3 separate regions of the Mus musculus genome follow, and all the other regions are linked to region 2. A link is a contact called in public HiChIP or PLAC-seq and promoter capture Hi-C data. All regions are on one chromosome and are shown on one strand. Each heading gives the region's core, a stretch centred on a gene start, on an enhancer-like site or on the middle of the called end of the contact. The rest is flanking DNA. Distances are from core to core; before and after follow the strand shown.

What was found. Promoter capture Hi-C pulls out the DNA fragments that hold promoters and counts their contacts. HiChIP or PLAC-seq counts read pairs in DNA pulled down with a chosen protein or histone mark.
Region 1: a promoter capture Hi-C map of hippocampal neurons shows a contact between it and region 2, with 3 times the contacts expected there. The contact joins the promoter of H2-Ke6 here to the promoter of Nrm in region 2. A contact is called at or near these places in 1 of 39 promoter capture datasets (hippocampal neurons), 1 of 484 Hi-C or Micro-C datasets (CD4 T cells), 2 of 115 datasets of contacts at active chromatin or transcription factors (astrocytes and pancreatic cancer cells) and 1 of 9 other capture datasets (adipose tissue).
Region 3: an H3K4me3 HiChIP or PLAC-seq map of embryonic stem cells shows a contact between it and region 2, with 4 times the contacts expected there. The contact joins the promoter of Zfp57 here to the promoter of Nrm in region 2. A contact is called at or near these places in 2 of 39 promoter capture datasets (cranial neural crest and embryonic stem cells) and 2 of 115 datasets of contacts at active chromatin or transcription factors (both in embryonic stem cells).

Annotation. Positions count from the first base shown.
Region 1 is chr17:34,026,802-34,029,510 of GRCm38.p6, reverse strand. It overlaps H2-Ke6 (H2-K region expressed gene 6), which reads left to right and starts at 1,456. Exons shown (of 9, transcript NM_013543.2): 1 at 1,456-1,509; 2 at 1,671-1,888; 3 at 1,989-2,105; 4 at 2,216-2,308; 5 at 2,410-2,495; 6 at 2,576-2,660. The coding sequence starts at 1,464. Slc39a7 (solute carrier family 39 (zinc transporter), member 7) reads left to right here. Exons shown (of 7, transcript NM_008202.2): 6 at 1; 7 at 443-1,245. The coding sequence ends at 715.
Region 2 is chr17:35,860,002-35,862,841 of GRCm38.p6, reverse strand. Nrm (nurim (nuclear envelope membrane protein)) reads right to left here and starts at 1,524. Exons shown (of 4, transcript NM_134122.2): 1 at 1,325-1,524. The coding sequence starts at 1,457.
Region 3 is chr17:37,001,048-37,004,006 of GRCm38.p6, reverse strand. Zfp57 (zinc finger protein 57) reads right to left here and starts at 1,482. Exons shown (of 5, transcript NM_001013745.2): 1 at 1,230-1,482; 2 at 692-721.

The DNA of each region.
Region 1 (2,709 bases), core at 207-2,706, 1.8 Mb after region 2:
GGTTGGTGCCGACTGCCCATCCTTGGTTCCTAACAAGCTACACTACAGTGAGCCGTTTAGAGTCAGGGAAAGTCGTGCCTTTACCTCTTGCTCTGTTTTACGCTGCAGTCCTCACCTGTGTATAGTTCTTTGATGGCTTAAGGTTCTCAGGAGATGTCTGTTCTAGTACTCCCTCCTCAACCTGGCTGTTTTGGGGGGCTGCGGGCCTTAGGTGTGGTCCTGAGGCAGAGTCATTGACTACGTATTAGCTATCGAGGGAGCCCCAGGCGACAGCTATCTGACTGCTTCCTGGAGCTGGTGTCTGGGACCCAGATTCCTGTCCTCGTGCTTGTGCAGCAAGCACTACCTGTGGGTCCTTCTCCCCAGACCCTCCTTTCCTTAACACTGCTCCCACCTAATTTTAGCTGTCGACAGTCATATCTTTCTCTTTTCTGCCCACCAGGCGATGCGTCTGCAACTCGTGACTGCAATTGGAGCATTGGCAGGCACTGCCTGTGCCCTTCTCACCGAGGGAGGGGCAGTGGACAGTGACGTGGCAGGTGGTGCAGGTCCTGGCTGGGTCCTGCCATTCACTGCAGGCGGATTTATCTACGTAGCAACAGTGTCTGTGCTGCCTGAGCTATTGAGAGAGGCATCTCCACTGCAGTCACTGTTGGAGGTGCTGGGGCTGCTGGGGGGTGTTGCCATGATGGTACTGATTGCCCATCTTGAGTGAGGGGTGAGGTGACCTGTCCTTCCCCTAACTCCTAATAAAGGCAGTTGGTAGTCCTGGCCAGTGCTAATGCCAGAAGGAGTGTCAGCCTTGGAGATTAGCAGAGCCTCTGTTTGAGGCCTTAGAGGTATGAGGATCATACGGAGCATGAGAGGCCAGAAGGACCACGGAGTGGGAGACTGCCCAGCAGCGTTGTTGCTTTTGGAAAAATCAATGGGACCATGAAGAAGACTGGGAAGACGGTAGCCTACCCGATGGTCCCTAATCTACGATTTCTCAGCGCCAGCGTGCCGCAGGGGTCCCTCCAAGGCCCATCTCCCTCTGAACTAGTTAGTGATGGCTTCAGGGAAGACCTGGCAGAAGGACTGGGGTAGACATCAATCGTGTGTCCTGATTTGAAGGGGGAGGGGGGCTCCTTGGGAAGATGTCTCAGCCTGATTTTTTGTCTCTACTCATTTTATACCACTGTTTGAATGGGTGCGGAGGAACGGTGACCAGGAATAAAAGACCTTGGATCTTCGGCCCCACATGCAGCCTTTGTCTTTATGTGGGGAACTGGGCCCCTTGGCTCCTGGACTCCCTAGGTCCCCAAGTGGTGGTGGATGGTCACGCCCCCGTGGTGGGAGGTCGCGCTGGTGGCTACCAAAGGCCTCTGACTAGTGTGGTTTCTATTGGGTCCGTACCGGGCCTAGCCACGCCCCCGGCGTGCTCAGATTGGCCTAGGCTCAGGGCACGCCCACCCACAGCCGCCATGGCGTCTCAGCTCCGGCTCCGCTCTGCGCTGGCCCTGGTCACAGGTTCAGGGGTTCCCTCTCAGGGTGGGTTGGGGTGCCCGGGCCATGTCAGCGAGAGCCACCCCTTGAGTCCCTGGCCCTGTTGTCTGAGTTTCAGTAACTTTGCGCCCCGTGACCTCTGACCTCCTCCCTTCTTCTCCCGCTTCCGCGGACTCCCATCTCAGGTGCGGGTAGCGGCATCGGCCGTGCGATCAGCGTGCGCCTAGCGGCAGAGGGCGCCGCCGTGGCCGCCTGCGACCTGGACGGGGCCGCGGCACAGGACACGGTGCGGCTGCTGGGAAGCCCGGGGAGCGAGGACGGGGCGCCGCGCGGCAAGCACGCTGCCTTCCAAGCGGATGTGTCTCAGGGCCCCGCAGCCAGACGCCTGCTGGAGGAAGTGCAGGTGAACCGGACGCCGCGCCGCGCCACGCCACGCCACGCCACACACCCCTCAGCCCGGCCCTTTGTGGTCTTTGGTGTTAGCCTCCCCCTCCCTCACATAGGCCTGCTTTTCTCGCCCGCCATCTGTCGTTGTGTCCTGTGCGGGCATCACACGCGATGAGTTTCTGCTCCACATGTCAGAAGAAGACTGGGACAGAGTCATAGCTGTCAACCTCAAGGTGGTGATCTCTAAACCTGTGACTTGTGCCCGCCCCCAGCCTGGGGAAGTACTTAGAGGAAGGCTGCCACCGCAGCTGATCTTGCCTAATTTGTTACCCTCTCGTGCCAGGGCACCTTCCTAGTCACTCAGGCTGCAGCCCAGGCTTTAGTGTCCAGTGGCGGTCGTGGCTCCATCATCAACATTAGTAGCATCATTGGAAAGGTCAGGATGAGTTGGGCCAGGCCAGCTAGCCACGTGGGCGCTGGGAAGCGGCTCCCCTGTAGACGACTCCTGACTTACTCTGGGTCTCTGACTCACTGTAGGTGGGGAATATCGGACAAACGAATTATGCGTCGTCCAAAGCAGGAGTGATTGGGCTCACCCAGACTGCGGCCCGGGAGCTTGGACGGTGGGTCAGACTGGGGACCTTGCTAAGGGAAGAAGAGTCAGTGTCCTTCCCGGGGTCAGCATCCATTCTTCCTCTCACAGACATGGAATCCGATGTAACTCGGTCCTCCCAGGGTTCATTGCAACGCCCATGACCCAGAAAATGCCAGAGAAAGTGAAGGACAAGGTAGGCTGTGGGTGGAGGGCAGTCTGTCAGAGGTCTCTGAGAGAGATTG
Region 2 (2,840 bases), core at 275-2,774:
TGGGAGGCAGAGGCAGGTGGATTTCTGAGTTGGAGGCCAGCCTGGTCTACAGAGTGAGTTCCAGGACAGCCAGGGCTACACAGAGAAACCATGTCTTGGAAAACCAAAAAAAAAAAAAAAGAGAGAGAGAGAGAGAGAGAGAAAGAGAGAGAGTGCATTGGCTAGGAGGCAGAGGCAGGTGGATTTTTAAATTCGAGGCCAGCCTGGTCTACAGTGAGTTCCAGGACAGCCAGGGCTATGCAGAGAAACCCTGTCTCCCCCCTCCCCCCTCAATAAGCACTGGCTGCTCTGGCTGCTCTTCCAGAGGTCCTGAGTTCAATTCCTAGCTACCACATGGTGGCTTACAACCATCTGTAATAGGATCTTATGCCCTCTTCTGGTGTGTCTGAAGACAGCTAAGGTTTACTCATATACATAAAATAAATAAATCTTAAGAAAGAAAGAAAGAAAGAAAGAAAGAAAGAAAGAAAGAAAGAAAGGCATGGTGGCCCACACCTTTAATCCCAGTACTCGGGAGGCAGAGGCAGGCGGATTTCTGAGTTTGAGGCCAGCCTGGTCTACAGAGTGAGTTCCAGGACAGCCAGAGCTATACAGAGAAACCCTGTCTCAAAACACCAAAATAAATAAATAAATCTTAAAAAAAAAAAAAAAAAAAGAATACATAGGCCTCTGAATTCCAAGCCAGCTGGGGATACATAGAAATACCCTGAAAAAAAAAACCCAAAAACAAACAAACAAACAACTCAAGGTTGTCCTTCAGCAGCCGTTTGCACTGCACACACAGGAGCACAAGCACACATTCCACAATTATATTCATTCACACACACACACACACACACACAAGCAAGCAAGGAGACTAGGGAAGTGGTCTTTGGTGTGGTTTTCTTGTTTGCTTTTCCAAGACAGGGTATCTCTACATACATAGTCCTCACTCAATAGATCAGGCCTTGAAATCAGTAATGATAGACCTTCAATCAAGAGATCCGTTTGCCTCTGCCCCCTCCAATAATAGGGTTAAAGGTGTGAGCTACCACATCTCGCTGTCTGGGGTTTTCTAGCAGCGTTTCCCCTTTTTTATCTTTCTCCTTCCCCTGGCTCTCCTCACAAAACCCCACCCCCACCCCGGGCCGTACTCTGTCAGTCTTCACTCGCAGCTTTCTGCACAAGACTAATCTTGGAGTTTCTGATTTAGCCTCCGCTCCCTTCCCAGCAGCGCCTCCCAGCTTTGGCGGTTTCCCTGTCATTTGTTTCCATGCCCCGCCCTCGCCACGCTGCTTCGGCTCCTCCTCTCCGCTTCAGCTCGCCCTGGATCCCTGCGGCTCACCGGGACCGCCAGACTCCGGGATCCCTCCAAGCAGCGGCCTCAGGGAGGTGAAACGCACGAATTCCACTCCGGTGCCAAAGGCCAGGATGAAGGAGGCGAGGGCCGCAGGAACCAGCAGCAGCGCCGGTGCCATGGCGAGCAGCGCGGAGCCTGAGGAGAAGGCGGGCTCAGGGTTCCCGCGACTGCTGGCCCTGCCCAGGTCCCGCCTCCTTGGGGGTGCTGGCGGCAAGGCGGGGACCGCGAGCGGCGCGTCACAGCGCGGAGTTGGAATCCCAGGCGTCGTCAGGGCAGCTGGTCTGCGGCTACCCTTGTGGGTCGAATCTCAGCGCTGTCAGTGTTCTCGAGGAAAGTGAAGACAGAGCCTCCCTTGCGTGGAAACATAAAGAACATCTTGTTTTTAAAGATAATCACTCCTTATTCTCCAGCCTCAATCCCTGATGTGCTGGGGTTACAAACGGCGCCACCCCGCCCAACATAGATTTTTGTATAGTGACCGTTTTAGAGCTGGGTGTGGTGGCTCGTGCCTGTAATTCCAGTACTCGGAAGGGTGAGGCAGGAGAATTTGAAGTTAGCTTGGACTGCATATGGAGACCGGTTCCGAAAAAGCCATTAAAAAAAAAAAGAGAGAGAGAGAGACAAGGTCGGGAGATGGTGGCATATGGATCTCCAAGTTCCAGGCCAGCCTGGCCTATATAGTCAGTTCTAGGATAGCCAAAGGCTACACAGAGAAACCCTGTCTCTAAAACCAAAGACCGAGTAATGAAAGGCTCAATCACCATAGCTATCCAAGTACAGGGTCCTCAGAAGACAAGAGCTGATTCTCTCAGATTACAGATAGAGCAAGGGCAGGGAGGCTGGTTGCTCCCAAGACGTCTGGACCAAGTTCTAATGCATTGTATAGCACTTTTCCTCCCCACCCTGATCTCTGCTTGGGAAATGTATTGAGTGGGCTCCATCTGTGAATGTTTTTGAAGAAGTTCTGTACTTACATTTATTTTGCCTTTATGTGTATTGATGTTTTGCTTGCAACTATGTGAGTGTCAGATCTTGGAGTAACAGTGGTGAGCTGCCATGTGGGTGCTGGTATTTGAACCCAGGTCCTCTGGAAGAGCCCAGTACCCTCAACCACTGAGCTCTCTCCAGCCCCCACTTGGACTGCTCAAAAAAAAAAAAATGTATATATATTTTTAATGGCAGAATCTAGCCAGGTGGTGGTACACGCCTTAATGGCAGAATCTTCATGTAGCGCAAGATGGCTTCGAACTTGCTGTTATGTAGCTGAGAATCATCTTGAGCAGATCCTCTTGCCTCTGCCTCCAAGTGCTGGGATTATGGCCTAGCATCACATCCTGGCTCCACTGATCTTCTAGACACTGTGAAGTGGTCCCAGAAGAGCTTATAGGTGGGAAACAAGCAGTTGACTATGTGTGGTTTCTCTTTAACCTGTTTCCTCCTTAAATCATAATGCAAGCTCTAGGGAGGCAAATGCCTAAGGCTCACTGTCCATCCAGCCCAG
Region 3 (2,959 bases), core at 233-2,732, 1.1 Mb before region 2:
TTTAAGTCTTGGCAGCGTGAGTCCAGTATCACATGTACAGCACAGTGATAACAACCCAATATCATTTAAATTCTTTGTTCACTCTGAAATTTTTTTAATTTCTATTTCTCCTCTCTAGATGCAGGGAAGCATAAAGGCACAGAGACTCGTGGCCCTTTCTTTTCCTCTCAATTCTTTTGCTACGTGAAAGTGCCAGCAAGGAACAAGGCATTCAAGGAATCGCTAGCTCTGATCCCCAAAAAAGTTGCCAGGAAAGCTGCATTCTGAGGTTGATTTTCTTCCTTCCTTCTGTCTGTCTCACCTCTCATTATTCTTCCGTTGGAAAAAAAAAAAAAAAAAAAAACATTCCAAACAGTGTCTTCCAGGACCTGTCCATACAGTTCTATGCTAGTGTCTTCCAGGACCTGTCTTTAACCATTCTCAGCAAAGACCCCTTTATCAACAAGTCTTAACAATAGCATAAAGATGCGTGGTGACCTAGACGATTACCTAAACACTAGGAAGGCTGAGACAGGATCTCCGGGAGTTCTAGGACAGCCTGGGCTACAGAAAGCATAAAACATCATCAACAACAGCAGCAGGAGCTGCTGCACATTCACACAAAGCAGGGAGTGGTCTTTAATATAGATACAGGCTGATTAAGGAGACTGACAGGTGTTGGGTACCTCCATCCACCTCCTCACTCATTTACCTCTGATTGTTCTTTCCTGGTGCAGGAGCCCTGAGAAGGCAAGAGACTAAATAAGACTTGGCTGTTGATTGGCCGGAGGTCAGGTCCCGTCCCTCCCGACTCCCACCCCCCTGGCATGGGAGATGGGCCAGGCCTGGCCTCACCCTTCCACTGGGTAAATTTCTGGAGGGACTGTGCAGACGTCTCTCAACCCTGAGTGCACTCCTCCAACTAAAGCCCATTCATTGTTTCACAAATCTGAGGAGTCAGCCCCAATAGCACAAAGGAAGCTAAGACAGGAAGATCAGGCAAACTTGCCACAATACACCCCGTCTGTCCGGCTCTCTAAAATCTGTGGCCCCGCCGCTCTCACGCACAATCTGACAAGAAATGCCCGCCGGCTTTGCCCGGTCAGCCCCGGTCCCAGACTCTAATCCCCCGAGGTTTCAGCCACGTGAGCCTTTCCACCGCGGAGCCAGGCGGCTTCTCCCACCCAGGTGTCGGGCCCTCGTGGCTCCACCGAGGGAGCGGCTCCACCCGGGTCCCCGCACGCTCTCACCGCGCTCGACAGCCCTACTTGAGGCTCGGCAGTCCTGCCGTTCCCAGCGCTCGGCTTCTGAGCCGTAGCCTCGGACCACAGCCACACAAAGGGCTGGGCGCGCGTTCCAGCCTCGACCAGAACGCAGCGGCGTGAAACCCAGGAAGGGGCCCTTGCCAGAAGTCAGGAATCCGCTACTTTGTCCCTCTGCTTCCGTTCTGCTCCGTCCGCAGGTAACACATCTCAAGTGGCTGTCTGCCAAGGTCAGAAATTTAGATCTGAAGAAGCCCAATGCCTGAATGCCACGCCTTCTCGTCCCGCCTACTGTTGGTCTTCACTGGTCTCAGCTGCGCTAGGAAATTCCATTTCCTAAGATAAGTATTTACTCCTGGGGTGGGGAATGGGAGTGGGGGATGGGGGTAGGGGGTGGTGGGAGGGACGGGTGACTCAATTTCCGTAATTCCTTGTACTAGGCAGCTGAAAGTGAGTTCCACGCCTGCCTGGGCTACACAGTAAAACACACACACACACACACACACACACACACACACACACACACACACACACACACACACACACACACACACAAATAAAATAAGGTAAGACTAAAGAAAAACTGGAACACTTCGCAGACAAGTAAAGTGGGCCGTGGAGCAACATCTTAGCTAAAGTAAAATCCAAGAAAGCACAGGAGACTTAGACTATAGTTACAGGATAGCTCAGTAGTTAGAGAGGATTCCAGGACACCTAGCACAGAGAGACCTGTAACCAGGGAACCCCACACTCTTCGTTTGGTACCATCCCATATGTGGCATTCACTCATACAGACTCAGGACAATAAAAATAATGATTAAAAAAAAAAAGATACAGACACTTCACAGGTATCACATCACGGTCAAGTCGTATTAGTGTTTCACATACCAAATTCACTTCAGTCTCTCTCTGTAATCCTTTCTTTTGTTTGTTTGGATTTGTTTTTAATAAGTTCCATTGGAATTATAACACTTAACCCAGGTCTCAGGCAGCCAAAGCACAAACATAGTTGGGGAGGGTGATAGGAAAGTATAGAAGGTACTAGGTTGCTGGGTGGTGGTGGCGCTCGCCTTTAATCCCAGCACTTGGGAGGCAGAGGCAGGCAGATTTCTGAGTTCAAGGCCAGCCTGGTCTACAAAGTGAGTTCCAGGACAGCCAGGGCTATACAGAGAAACCCTGTCTCGAAAAACCAAAAAAAAAAAAAAAAGAAGAAGAAGAAGGATTGAAGCAATCCATATGTAACAGGCCTGTAGTGAGGTAAAAGAACAAACAAACAAACAAAAACCACGCTTTCCGTCAATAATGAACTGTTTCTCACCCTGACTTCAAATTACCTTATTTACAAAACTGAGCAACCATAATTAGCTGATTTAGGTTCTTCAACTTTAAATAAATAAATAATTTATTTATTTATTATTTACTTACTTTCTTAGAGACAGCTCTTCCTAGGAACTCACTATGGAGCCATGCTGACCTTGAATTCAAGACCCCCTCGACTCAGTGATTGAGTGTATACTGGCTTCTGGTCCTTAATTCTTGAGGTGGAAACACCATGTTGGCCAGCAGGTAGCCCCAGCACACAGTCAAACACTATAGGACAAATGAAACCCTTACAAAGGTTGGTTCAACATTTTATGCTGGCCACTAGGCTGTTTCCAGCTGATGTTTGATGTGCTAAGAACCTCTTGAGAAAGCCCAGGCACATTCTAGCCCACTGC